Regions from separate parts of the Sus scrofa genome. Here regions 1 and 2 are each linked to region 3. A link is a contact called in public Hi-C and HiChIP or PLAC-seq data. All regions are on one chromosome and are shown on one strand. Each heading gives the region's core, a stretch centred on a gene start, on an enhancer-like site or on the middle of the called end of the contact. The rest is flanking DNA. Distances are from core to core; before and after follow the strand shown. Region 1 overlaps ARHGAP21 (rho GTPase-activating protein 21). Region 2 overlaps ARHGAP21 (rho GTPase-activating protein 21). Region 3 overlaps PRTFDC1 (phosphoribosyltransferase domain-containing protein 1).

Region 1 (4,360 bases), core at 25-2,524, 180 kb after region 3:
TGGTTGGGAGATTCTGCTCTAAGGCACATTGTGTCTAAGGAAGGAATGGGTTATTCAGTTAGCACAGATGAAATTTTCAACACACAACTAGTCAGCAAGGGGGTGGGCCCCACAGTGCAGGTCGATGCGAATGTTCCTGTTCATGCCTGTTCCTTACAGAAAATCTGAATTGTTTAGCAAAAAGAAACATGCCCCCTTATTCCAGATGGTTTGTGTGTTGTGTGTGTGGGTGAAATTTCACTTTGGGTTTCAAAGTGTTAAGTTGCTTTGCTAGAATGATTAATTCATTAAGATAATTTTAGTCATTCTGTAACATTTTACTCTTACCATTTCCCCTCAGTATTGTATTTTGGGCATTTCCCCATGCCTAGATTCCCCCCCCCCCCACAATTCTGGCTTTAGTAGCTGTATCATAATTTATTGATGGAATCAATATTAGGATTCTTGAGGATGAACATCGTATACTACTTTCTTAGGCTTTATCATGAACAATTCCTGGAATATACTAAGAAGCCATCCCCGTTCTATTTAAAGTACAAGTAATTATAAAAGACTAAGGGTTACATAGTTGCTGTGTGTACAGGGATTCTTTCCTAACTCTCTTGTGTTTGCCTTCAGGACAGCCCTGCATCTTTGACCTCTGGCAAACATTTAGACTTTGTACTTTTTTTTTTCTTTTAAATATCTTTGTTGAAGTGTAATTTACATGCCATAAACTCCACCCACTGTGAGTGTATGTGTCTGTGGCTTGTAGCAGATTTACATGGTTGTGAAACTTTCTTTACAGTCTACTTTTAGGACATTTTCATTATCCCCAAAGGTGCTGTGGTATCCGTGTGATCCCCTCCGTGAGGTTTTTATTACTTTTATTGTTATATGATGAATGCTTCCCCCTCCTACTTTCTCTTCCTCCTCTTGGCTTTGTCTAGTTTGTTATATCTAGTTTTTATCCTTTATTTTGGTTTCTTTTAACCTTGAGTTATTATAATTCAATCGAGTGACCTTGTTATGAAGTCTTTTAAGGGAATCAGATGACAGTTGTTTGTCTGCAGGAATTTAACTACTGTGATTCCAGCCAGTTCCTGGCTTCTTACACCCTGATGCTGTGGGGACGTGAATTGGTGCTCGTGGTGGGGAGATGATACATGTGTAGAGAGACAAAGTGAAGGGTCTTCTCCGGTGGAGAAGCCTGACTGCTGTGTCCTTCACAGTGTGCCTGCAGTGCGTCCTTGTTATAAAACCTAACAGATCAGAGGCTCTGCGGGTTGGGAGGAGAAGGAGGGAGGAAGGCGCGTATGTCTAGCTTTTCATCTTCTCTTTCTATGCAGAATGAATTTTAACCCTCCTTCTTCCCTGTAGGGAAAAGGTAGGAGACTAGAGGGGATTCAGTGGGCCTTCTTGGGAGGGTGAAATAATTGAGATGCCGGAGCTTTGTTGCATCAAAAAAAAATGTTAGTTTGTAGGGAGCAAAAAAAGAAATTGCTTACTCTTTAATTTTCTCCATTTTTGTAAAGAACTCAGTAGAACAGGACACAGCAGGCTCAATTCAGAAACTTGAAGCATGACGCTATGATCCAAGAACCTTATCTATGTGGTTCAAAGGAAAAGGAAAGGAACCTTGACGACATTTCAGGGCTGTGAGGCCAAATAATAATAATACAATAGAAATAAATTGAATGCATCTAAGATGTTTCAAGTTGTAAAATTAGAGTTCTGCAGAAAAATAAAATTTAAAATGACATCAAAGAGCTATTGGGAAGAAACGATGGAGACTACACAGTAGAAGAAATGATGAAATATAATATGACTCAGGGGAAATATTCTAGCCTCAGATTCAGGAAACCGTGACTTTAATTTTTATCCTGATAGTAGCCAGCAGTAATCTTGGACAAATCACTTGCCTAATCTGGGTCTCAGTATCCTCGAGTGTAATAGGAAGGGGTTTGCTTATATTGATTAAATCTTTTTTTTTTTTTTTGCTTTTTAGGGCCGCACCCTGGCTTATGGAATTCCCAGGCTAGAGGTCTAATCAGAGCTACAGCTGCCAGCCTACACCACAGCAACACGGGATCCGAGCCGCATCTGTCCACCACAGATCACGGCAATGCTGGATTCTTAATCCACTGACCAGGTCCAGGAATCAGATTTGTTTCCGCTGTGCCACCAGGGGAACTCTGCCACAATGGGAACTCTGATGAAATCTTAAAAATTCTTTCATGCTGTGGAGTTCCCGTCGTGGCGCAGTGGTTAACGAATCCGACTAGAGAACCATGAGGTTTCGGGTTCGATCCCTGCCCTTGCTAGTTGGTTAACCATCCGGCGTTGCCGTGAGCTGAGGTGTAGGTTGCAGACGCAGCTCGGATCCTGCGTTGCTCTGGCTCTGGCATAGGCTGGCAGCTACAGCTCTGATTAGACCCCTAGCCTGGGAACCTCCATATGCCACAGGAGCGGCCCAAGAAATGGCAAAAAGACAAGAAGAAGAAAATTCTTTCATGCTGTGAAATTACATTAGGAGATGGCAGCGAAGCACATGAAAAGGGGTTCATCGTTGGCCATGAGGGAAACGCAAATATTACCACAACAGGATATCACCACACACCTATCACACTGGTGAAATAACGACAATAACCAAAAGCCATCAAGAATGCAGAGAGAGGGAGTTCCCTTCGTGGCTCAGTGGTTAATGAACCCAGCTAGGGTCCATGAGGATACAGGTTTGATCCCTGGCCTCGATCAGTGAGTTAAGGATCCGGTATTGCTGTGAACTATGGTGTAGGTCGCAGAGGTGGCTCAGATCCTGCGTTGCCATGGCTGTGGTGTAGGCCGGCAGCTGCAGCTTGATCCGACCCTTAGCCTGGAAAGTTCCATATCCCATGAGTGTGGCCCTAAAAAGCAAAAAAAAAAAAAAAAAAAGAGCCCAGAGAAACTGGATCACTTATATACATGGCTGGTGGAAATTTAAAATGGAACAGTCACTCTGGGAAAGTTGGGCAGTTTCTTAAAAAAACTGAACATGCAATTACCATACATAAAACCCAGCAACAGCACTCTTGAACATTTATCCCAGACACATGGAAAATACGTTAATACACACCTGTACGTGTATGTTCACAACACATTTTTCATAATTATCAAAAACTAGCAACATCTGGATGTCCTTAAAATGCACTGCGGTACATCCATACTGTGGACTACTACTCCACAACGAAGAGAAGCAAATTAATACAGGCAACATGCTGCATGAATCTCTAGGGAATTATGCTGAGTGGGGAAAAAAAACCCCGAAAGTTTACAGACTGTATGATTCCATTGATCTAATATTCTTGAAATGACAAAATGATAGCAATATGGAGCACATTAGTTGTTGTCTAGGGTTAGGGAGTGGGTGAGAGGAGAAGTGACAAGTGGACATGGTGATGAAGGGACAGCGGTGGGGCTCTTCACTGGTGATGGAAGTGTTCTGTATCTTGCCTGTGGTGGAAACACAAACCTGCACATGTGATCAGTCTGCAGAGAACTGCACACACACCCACACACATGAGTACAAGCGAAACTGGTGAACTCTGAATAAGATGGATGGATTGTATCTATGTCAGAATTCTGGTTGTGATACTGTACTGTGGTTTTCCAAGAGGTTAACTCTTGAGAGAATCTACATAAAGATTCCATGGGGTCTCTTTGTTTTATTTTTTTTTTACAACTGCATGGGAATCTATGCTTATCTCAAAATAAGAAGCTTAATTAAACAAACTGCGTATTTCATTCATCCTTGTATCCCCATTGTGTTGAGGACAAAGTGGCGGTCAGTAAATATTTACTGAATGGGTGGGGGCGGGGAGAGAGGAAAAGAGAATGAACTTGCGTGCATATATAAAACAATTCCCTCATTTGGATCTTCAGAGAAGGATCCAGTCACTCCCTAGAGCTTAGCTAAACTGTTTGGCTAATTAAGCCTAGAGTAACAATTTTTATGATACAAATTCTGCCAGGTCATGTGATCGATTTTGCAGTTCTTCGAGACTCCACGTGATTCTCTCATGTTGGTTTTTGATATTATTCCCCCCTCCCCCTCCAAATCTCCAAATCTTAGAAGGGGAGACAGAGTAAAATGCATTTATGAGAACCGAGCTTCAAGTGTACAGAGTCTCCCTCGGTAGCTCAGAGTCTTGTTTGCTGTAGCTTTATCTGGAGTCTTGCAGTGTAAGTACCTCAGTTCTGTTCTTTTTCAAAGTTAGTTTTGCTATTTAGGTCTTTTTCATTTCAAAGTAAATTGTAGAAACAGCTTATCAACTTGTACACAAAAATCTCCTAGGGTTTTGATTGGGATTTCATGGAATGTGGATCAGTCTGGGGAGTTGAC
Region 2 (4,617 bases), core at 952-3,451, 220 kb after region 3:
TAACAGTTCATTGAATGTGTACACAGGGTGGTAGAAGATGAAGGTGCAAAATAATTGCAAGAAGTGCAGCAGCAGAGGTTTGTACAGTCATGGCTGGGTCACAGCTCAGCCAGTCACCTTACCACGGGGAGGGTTTCTCAGATGGGTTGTGCTTTGTGCCGAATGGGATTTCATCAGGATGAAGGAAAAACTGCATTCCAGAACAGATTTCAGAGGTACTTAGAAGTTCCATTTGCCCAGATTTGGTGGTAGGACTTGGGAGTGGATTTATGTCCCCAGTTAAAGATGACTCATGGAGGACTGGACTTAGCTTTTCTGGCACGAGTGAGTGGAGAGACGGAGGTGAGCAGATAGATGCTGGAAGGGAAGCACATCCACCTCCTTCCCCTGGGACGTGACTTCCGTTTGGGATGAGTTACATTTCTGATGCCAATAGACTGTTCCTCATTACACGTCTGGGTGTGGAGCTCGTAAAGAGAGGTGGGATTGAATCCAGACTTGGGGGAGTCATCATCATATATGATGATGGGCCTTATCATCAAGCCCCGTGCACAAATAAAGCACCATCCGCAGACAGCAGGAAGACGAACAGCCTCAAGGTAGAGCCCCAAGGAGGCCACATCTAAGAGCTGGTCAGAGAATGAAGAATCAGAAGGGAAATCTGAGAACAGGGTATTGGAGGGTAGGAAGATAACACGGGGAGCTGATGGCTAGCTAATGAAGAGGTGATCATTTTAGGGGAGGGTGGATGACTTGTCATTTGTCCGAGAGAATTGTTAGGATGGGCACTAAAGGATACTGTTGAACTTGACTGAGAAGTAACAAATTGTAAAGTTATGGAGAACAGTTCCAGTGCTGTGGGCAGAGGGGATCCGGAAACCAAGTATCAGGGGCTGTGACATAAATTAGAGCTGAGAATGGATGGGAGACACACACACACACACACACACACACACACACACACACACACACACCACACACACACACACACACACACACACACACACACACACACACACACACACACACACACACACACACACACACACACACACACACACACACACACACACACACACACACACACACACACACACACACCACACACACACACACACACACACACACCCTCCTGTCCCGGGGGTGGGTGCTCATCAGTGTCTGAGAAACCCTGAATTAAAAGAAATGAGGGCACCTGAGTGTAGACTATTCTTCAAGAAGTTTGAGAATGAGGGGATGGAGAATGAGAGAGAGGATAGCCGTGTGGCAGGAAGGGTGACATTTTACTCTGAAGTTTGAGAAGCTTTTGCGTGTTGTCAGATCTGGAGAGGAGAAGAGAGTTTGGCTGAAGTTTTACACTTGGGAAGAGACCGTTGGGGAGCAAAGTCCCAAAGAACGCTGGTGGCAGGTCGTCACCTGAGAAAGAGCAAAGGGAAGTAAGGGTAGGCGGAGGTTTTTTTAAAAATGAGAACACAGCAGTTGGGATGGCGTCAAGTAAGCAATAAGGTTATCCAATCATGTGAAGAAATCAAGATGGCAGAGCAAGGCTAAGAAGGTGATTAGAAGCTTGAGACAGCAGCCTTGAGGGGATGGAATTAAAATACTCTAGTGAGTCGTGTCAAGCCCTGAGCTGAACTGGGAATCTAATGCAGCGGGTTACGCAGTTTTACTCAGCTGAAATCTCAGGCCAAGAAGCAAGAGAGATGAAGGGTCTGGTTGGAATTCTCCATAGTGGGACATTGGCAGATGGAATGCATTGGAAGGTCAGAGGGGAAAGGAAGTTGAGGTTGTGGTGAATTTGGCTGCACTATTGCCAGAGTGATTTCTGAGGGAGGCTGATGGTCTCGAAGGCCAGAGAGGACTTAAGGGCCTGAGAAGGATGAGGGGCAGGTTTAATTGTGGGGTTGGCCAGTGGTAAGGTCAGAGGTGAAAAGATAACTCGTGGGTATAGCACTGCAACAAATGCTTCTGGGTTTGCAGAGAGCCCAGAAATCTAGCACAACTGGAAGAGCAGGGCTGCGAATCCACACGTGGTACATACTTTGTGAAATTCCTGAAACTTCAGAGAAAAAAAAAAAAAAAGATGCTTCGTAAACTTCAAATACTCCAGGAGACAGATCCCAGGACTCTTTTGTTCCTTGCAGGGTAATCAGCTCCTGGCACTTTGTACAAGCTCAGTAAATATTTGTTGAATGAATAACACCCTCCAAAGCCTTTCTTGCCTTGGTAGTTTATAATGCCGGAAAATTTTGGCTCACGTCTGACACCTAGTGGTTTGTATTCAAATTACTATTAAGTGGCAGCATTTTTCTTCTATTTGAGGAAAATCCTGCAGATCAGCAGCAATACAGTAATCGCATTGTTCCTGAAACAAGTCTCTGAGTTTGTTTTGGGCAGTCTTGCTGTTGGCATTTACTAGACTTTAGTTTGAATCAGTCAGCAGTAAATATTTATTGAATATCCACTATATGCCAGACACTGTGGGCCAGAGATCTTCATGTGATGTGTCTTCTCCTGCATATCTGACCTCAGTAGATTTGAATACATGGGCAGAGCATTCCACTGGGAGTGGGAAAACTTGTTCTGGAACTTAATTTTAGGTTCTATTGTGATTTTACCCCTGAGACCTTTCTAAATTTATTTCATAGCTTTTGGTGCTACCATTTCTGTGTCATGAATGCTTTTCATTATTGTTGGGTGGCTTTTAGGAAGATGAACGTAGAAGGAAGGCTTCGGTGTTTTGTCGGTTGAGTGATCCATGTTGTGCAGAATGCTACACAATATGGAGAACTGTGAATGGATTTTGTTGTCTTTCCTTCAAGAAGTAAAAGTTCTTATCTGTTAGCGATGCCGATTGAGGCATTTAAAGTATTTATTAATGAATTGACCTGATCCCTGGGATTTGCTTTAAAATACTTGAGGAAAAAAATGTGAGTGTAAATGAAACAAGATGACAGATTTTTAGTAATTGTTTAAATTATATTCATGGGGGAGTCCCGTCCTGGCTCAGCAGGAAACAAATCTGACTGGTATCCTTGAGGACGCAGGTTCAATCCCTGGGCTCCCTCAGTGGGTTAAGGATCCGGCGTTGCTGTGAGCTGTGGTGTAGGTCGTAGATGTGGCTCGGACCTGGCATTGCTATGGCTGTGGTGTAGGTTGGCGACCGCAGCTCTTGATTCGACCCCTAGACTAGGAACCTCCATATGCTGTGGGTGTGGTCCTAAAGAGGTCCCCCCCCCAAAAAAAAAGCTATATTCCTGGGGGTTATTCTGCTGTTTTACTCTACTTCTATGCTGGACATTTTCCACACTTTATAAAAAGTAAACCAAAAAAAATTAGATGGGTGTGGGTTGAAAGAAAGTTTGTCATCAAGTTAGAAGATGATCTGCTTTTTATTTTTTTGGCCGCGCTTGAGGCATGTGGAAGTTCTTAGGCCACGAATCGAGCCCATGCCACATCAGCAGCCTGAGACACTGCAGTGACAATGCCAGATCCTTAACTGGCTGAGCCACCAGGGAATTCCTGATCTGTGTTTTACTTAATTTTTTTATTTTTTTGTGCTTTTTAGGGCCGTACCCGTGGCTTATGGAGGTTTCCAGGCTAGGGCTCTAATCAGAGCTGTAGCTGCTGGCCTATACCAGAGCCACAGCAAATGCCAGATCCGAGCCACATCTTTGACCTACATACACCACAACTCATGGCAATGCTGGATCCTTAACCCACTGAGCGAGGCCAGGGATCAAACCCTCAACCTCATGGTTCCTAGTTGGACTTGTTTTCACTGTGCCATGACAGGAGCTCCCTGATCTGTTTTTTAATATTTAGCAGTTTTTTGGACTTCACTTTGTTCCATTTGATGTTACTTGAAAAAGAGGTTGAGTATCAAGGATGTATTTATTTGTAGTAGGTGAAATGTGATCGAGAACTGACAGGTGACTTTCTGCTGACATTGTCTAGAGATTATTGGAACTTTGGATTTTGAAGCTCAGAATTGTTGGAGCTACAGATTGGAGGCTTGGGAGATACGATTTTAAAGTACTAGCCATCACTCTGGAAGTGAGTGCATTTTAAGTGGAAATTTAGGAACACCTAGATTTTAAAAGTTAGAATGCATTTTTTTTCCTTAGTGCTTCTCCCTTACCAAAGGGAAAAATGGACTCAATAATCTGCCAGAACAGTTGTCTTAAATTGGATTCTACTTAATACTCATGTAGGATGTATTTATCTTATGATACATATGGATTTTTGATGTTGGGCAGTGTGTCTCTGTTGGGCTCTGAAGTTAGTTTTATATGCCATCAATATAACCCTTCCCCCAAATTAGAAGCCCATTTTCAACTATGAAAGAACAGCTATGAAATTTTTTAGGCAAACAGAAGACAAAGGGAAAAATGTGGCTTCTAAATGCTTGCCACCTGTCTTTGTCATCTTAACATTTTAAACCCCCCCCCTTCCTCCTCTTGTCTTTCTAGGATGTAAATGATTAGAAATGGTCAAGGCCCTTCTAGCTCCTTTTCTTTTTTCTTTCCCCAGAGGTAGCGGTTAGCCTGAAATTTGGGGTTTATTACTCCCTCTGTTTTTTTGCCTTACTAGATCCTCAATCCCAAAGCTCAATAA
Region 3 (4,966 bases), core at 806-3,305:
GGGTGCCCTGGGAAACAGACCCTGCTGCCAGCATGAGGTGAAGTCCACTGCAGCAGGAGTGATAGGTAGTTAAAAGATGGGCTGAAGGACCACAGCCTTTAGAGCTCCAAGCACTGGGCTGGTAGAATCCACCAGCTTGAGTCCTGTTATTGGTTCTCCTATTAATAAAGCCTGATATTCCCTGAGTACTTATACACTATGGCCAACTATTGTTCTAAGTGCTTTGTATGTATGAACTCTTTAAACTCTCACAGGACCCATATGAAGTGAGTGCTACTAATAACCCCCTTTCACAAGCAAGGACACTGAGGCCAGAGAGGGTAGTTGGAGCCCCAAGGACACGCAGTTGGCCAGGAAGTGGAGGTCTCTCACTCCCGACCCAGGGCTTTTAACCAGAGCACCATGGGTGCCTCTTGGAGCTGTGGAGGCTACGGGCCCCTGTGCCTAGGAGGTAGACAGGCAGGAGAAGGGAGCACCCAGTTCTTTTTAAGTGCTGGACAAGTTTCTAAGAGGAGACATGGGCAAACAGGACTAGGCCCAAATCCAGAGTACAGTGAGAATCAGATCGTGAGTACAAGGCAGAATGTCAAAGCCAGTAGGAGACACATGCTACTGAGTTGTGGGACACAAGGCTCTGGTTGCCTGCACAATGGCTCCAAAGAGTTCCAGTCCCATCTGAGGCTGGGTTTGCTCCTAGAGATGTGATGAGGTGAGGGTGGGGTAGAGCGACTTAGCTATCAGAGGAGAGGGCTGTGCGCCTGGGAAGGAGGCAGAGCCTGGCCCACCAGGCAGTGTGTGTACCAGGAGTGTTGATGGCCTCACATGCCTCAGGGTTTCAGCTAGGGTTCATGCCCCTGGGTTGCCTGCTGGACCCTTGAATCTTTAGCATACTGCGTATATACAGTAAGTATATATGCTGAAAATCATTTTAATCCATTCGTACCTGACCTTTTCCCAAAACAGTATGTGGTATTTTATTAATTATGTCCAGACGATTTCTAACTTTTGACACAAAAGTAATTGCTGACAATCAAAATCCTTGCCCTCATTTTTAAGTTACATTATTTTTATCAATATTTTGTAACTAATCTAGAACATAAAAGCTAACATCAAGACCATAAAGCCAGAGTTCCCATTGTGGCTCAGTCGTTCACGAACCTGACTAGTATCCATGAGGATGCAGGTTCCATCCCTGGCCTTGCTCAGTGGGTTAAGGATCCAGCAATGCCGTGGGCTGTGGTGTAGCTCGCAGACGCAGCTTGGATCCTGCATTGCTGTGGCTGTGGCTGTGGCTGGCAGCTACAGCTCCAATTTGACCCCTAGCCTGGGAACCTCCATAAGACGCGGGTGCGGTGCTAAAAAGACAAAAAAGACCAAAAAGAAAGTCCATAAAGCCTTTATGAAATTACATATTCCATAAGTATTTTATAAACTATACGGACTTCATATTTTAAGAGAGTTACCAAGTAATAATTTGTATTTGAATGGGAAAAAGTAGTTGGGTATGATAAAATGACTTGGGGAAAATGTTTTGGGGGAAATTATTCTTTAAAAATCCTTTATGATGGTCATTGTGCTATAATGCAGTTTGAATTTAATGTTTTTTATTCGCATTTTAGATTTTAATATGGGTTACTTTATGAGTTTGCCATTATTAAGTGCAATATTAATCATTAACATCTTAGGTAATTTCAACATATATTAAAACGCCTGGGATTCATAGGTTTCATGACATGAATGATTTCACTTTCTTTTTATTAATTTGGAATTCATTTAGAGGATAGGTTTGAAAATATTTCTTTTTTGTGTGTGTGTTTGCCTAGTATTATCTTCTGGAGAACAGTAATGGAATTCAAACAGTCATTGACAAATTAGAGTCTTCCATGAAAACAGGATGACTCTCCGGGAAGGAAAGGGCACAGCAATACGTCAAGGGCCCCGAAACTCACGCCAGAGACTGAAATGACTGGGCAGAAACGCCTCTGGAAGGGCTGCAGCAGTCTCTCTAGACAGTAGTTGTGATGAATCAGCAGTGCTCTTTGCGACGAATGTTAATCTGATATAGCAGTGGGGAAGTGCTGGTAGGCATGTGACTCGTGGAAGCCAGCAATCACTCCTTCCTCTCTCACCAGCCCCTGCAGAAGTGCGGGTGTGGGCTTACTGCTCTGCTAACCTCTGTGTGCTGTTTTGGTCGTAGAGCCTCTTCTGATTCGGAAAGGCAACTGGAAGAGACTAGAATTCCAGTAAGGGCAAGGTCATCTTGGCCTCTGTTTAAGAGATCTGAAAAGGGGAGTTCCCGTTGTCTCCCAGTGAGTTAAGAACCCGACTAGTGGAGTTCCTGTCGTGGCTCAGCAGTTAATGAACCTGACTCGTATCCATGAGAATGTGGGTTCGATCCTTGCTCAGTGGGTTAAGGATCCGGTATTGCCATGAGCTGGCTACAGCTCCGATTGGACCCCTAGCCTGGGAACCTCCATATGCCATGGGTGCACCCCTAAAAAGAGAGATCTGAAGAGGGAATGTGAACACATTAGCCCTCCTCATCCTATGAAGATAATTTATTTTAAAACAATTTTTATTGAAGTGTAGTGGCTATAAAATATTATATAAGATACAAGTGTACAATACAGAGATTCACAATTTTTAAAGATTATACTCCATTTATTTTATTGTAAAATACTGGCTATATTCCCCATATTGTACAGTATATGCTTGTAGCTTATCTTTTTTGGTTGTTTGTTTGTTTTGTCTTTTATGCCATTTCTTGGGCCACTCCCATGGCATATGGAGGTTCCCAGGCTAGGGGTCAAATCGGAGCTGTAGCCACAGCAACGTGGGATCTGAGCCACGTCTCTTGTAGCTTATTTTTTACCTAATAGTTTGTACCTCTTACTCTCCTGCCCTTATGTTGCCCCTTCCTATTGAAGATAAGTTCTTAAAGATGCAAATAGGATTTTCCCCTTACTCTACTATTTCCAAGTCCAAATCACTTAGGAAGAAATTAATTATGCCTGTATTATTTGTTCTTTTAATCACTTCTAACTGTTGTTGAATTTTAGGTAGGGAAATACTTAACCACGGTAGAAAGAGAGCCTGGCTTTATTTCTTTGTTTAAAGCAAAATCCACTCACTTTTAATGCAGATCAATTTGGACCAGCAAAAATGGATAATTTTTCTGATTTTTTAGGTAGTGTTCTTGTAAGAGTTAGTTTTGTTAGTAATTTTGGATGATTGATGAGTATATTTTAATATGAAAACCATCATATAATTCAGTTTGTTTTGGTTATCGGATAAATTTAAATATTTCAGAAGAGATGCAGACTTTTTCAGGGATAATGGTTTTTCTGTCCCCAGCACTGCTGAGCTAATCTCTCCATACAGAACACACATACTAGAATAAATTACCCCGAATGTTATTTGTACAAATTCTTAAATTAAGATCTCTTTCCACTGTAGTAGTATGGTCATAGTACTATGCCTGGGTATTTGGAAAATTGAGTTAGGATTATCCAAACTAATAATAGTAATAATAAGTAATTGTCTACCTGTAAAAGTACAGATTTAAGTGCTTTACAAATATTAATGCATTCATGCTAGCCACAGCCTGATGAGTTAGATTATTATTATCCTCATTTTACATTTGAGGAAAGGGAACCACAGAAAGTTTAAGAAACAGTGCCAAGATCACGGAGCTGGTAGGGGGTGGGCAGAGGGATAGACCCAGCTGAGATGCACATCTAGGCACCCTGACTCATGAAGGCCTGACCGTGTCTCCACGCTGCCTCATTTCTGCATTCATCACTGCAGGTTGCTGTGGCAAGGACCTCATTTCTCTGAGCTCTCCTGCCTTCTTTTGTAAAATGACAAGGTCAGCTTTCAAGATCAGTGGGGCTCCTGACAGATGCGAATTTATGGAATCTTTAAGATCCTGGGATGTCTGCATAAAAATGATGAATTGACCACACATACCTGAATTATATTCTCCACTAAAATGACATTTATATATTTTATATACACTATATATAAAATCACATGACACCCTGAGCAGGAGATGAGACAAGAGTGCTGGAGATAATGGACTGAATAGCCCGGGGCTGGGTAGAACCCAAATGCCCACCAGAATGACACTGGGTGCGAGTTAGGCAGGGCCTTGAGAGACCCAGGGCTCCAGAGGTGTCAGTCCAGCAGATAGCGGGCTGACATCTGTACAGACCATTTGGACCTCCTGGTTCCCGCCTCCATTGTTTGAAGTCAGGTGCTCTCTTCCCCTTTCCAACCCACCCTCATCCGCCTCTTCCACGGTCGCAGAAAACTGAAGATGAATTTTTCAGAAAAAAAAAAAAAAATGAGCCAAAAAGTACCAAAAGTGTGGACATCAGTTAAAGCAGAGACCTGGGAGAATTCAGCTAAAATTTCTAGATAAGATCCTGGGACCATCACCCCCTTCCTCAGCAGCCAGGTGTATCAATACCGCCAGCCCCCCATCAATGAGATACTGAGGTTTGAGAGTGAGTGTTCTTCTCTAGACAAACTGAACGGTTCTGAAGAAAAGACCTCCATCTATTGCATTTGGGAGTCCCTCACTGAAAAGGACAGGGGGAACGTCTGGTAAATCCATGTTATCACTCTCTGTCCCTGATGGACACATAACTAACTCTTTCCAAATGGCTTGTGTGCATGTGTGTGACTTTTAAATATGAAAAGACAAACAAGCGGAAGAGCTTCTAACAAGAATGAAAAAGACCACACAGCACACACACACACACACACACACACACACACACACAAATTTATAAGGGGAATGCCAAGAAAATAGAGATAAAGCAAGAAACAGAAGAAAACTTCAAAATATTATGTTTAATAATATTGATCATAAGTTAAAAATAAGATACTGTGTCTCTAAAGCCAGAACAAGACTCTGTAACAGAAAAAGAGGAGAAATAGGAGAAGAAAAAGTTCTTAGAAG

What was found. A called contact is a pair of places that touch in the nucleus more often than the background predicts. HiChIP or PLAC-seq counts read pairs in DNA pulled down with a chosen protein or histone mark.
Region 1: a Hi-C map of liver shows a contact between it and region 3, with 8 times the contacts expected there. The contact joins two enhancer-like sites. A contact is called at or near these places in 1 of 47 Hi-C or Micro-C datasets (liver) and 1 of 2 datasets of contacts at active chromatin or transcription factors (alveolar macrophages).
Region 2: a contact with region 3 is called in an H3K27ac HiChIP or PLAC-seq map of alveolar macrophages. The contact joins two enhancer-like sites. A contact is called at or near these places in 1 of 47 Hi-C or Micro-C datasets (embryonic fibroblasts) and 1 of 2 datasets of contacts at active chromatin or transcription factors (alveolar macrophages).

What each region holds. Positions count from the first base shown.
Region 1 is chr10:50,584,372-50,588,731 of Sscrofa11.1, forward strand. All of the region lies in intron 1 of ARHGAP21 (rho GTPase-activating protein 21), which reads left to right. Among named protein-coding and RNA genes, the nearest start is that of ARHGAP21, 45 kb to the left of the region's middle. Within about 2 kb of position 1,275, at least 23 of the 83 cell types and tissues checked have an H3K27ac peak or open chromatin away from gene starts, as enhancers often do. A contact at or near this core is called in alveolar macrophages and liver, where this site is marked.
Region 2 is chr10:50,615,325-50,619,941 of Sscrofa11.1, forward strand. All of the region lies in intron 4 of ARHGAP21 (rho GTPase-activating protein 21), which reads left to right. Among named protein-coding and RNA genes, the nearest start is that of ARHGAP21, 76 kb to the left of the region's middle. Within about 2 kb of position 2,202, at least 26 of the 83 cell types and tissues checked have an H3K27ac peak or open chromatin away from gene starts, as enhancers often do. A contact at or near this core is called in alveolar macrophages and embryonic fibroblasts, where this site is marked.
Region 3 is chr10:50,399,091-50,404,056 of Sscrofa11.1, forward strand. All of the region lies in intron 3 of PRTFDC1 (phosphoribosyltransferase domain-containing protein 1), which reads left to right. Among named protein-coding and RNA genes, the nearest start is that of PRTFDC1, 36 kb to the left of the region's middle. Within about 2 kb of position 2,056, at least 33 of the 83 cell types and tissues checked have an H3K27ac peak or open chromatin away from gene starts, as enhancers often do. A contact at or near this core is called in alveolar macrophages, embryonic fibroblasts and liver, where this site is marked.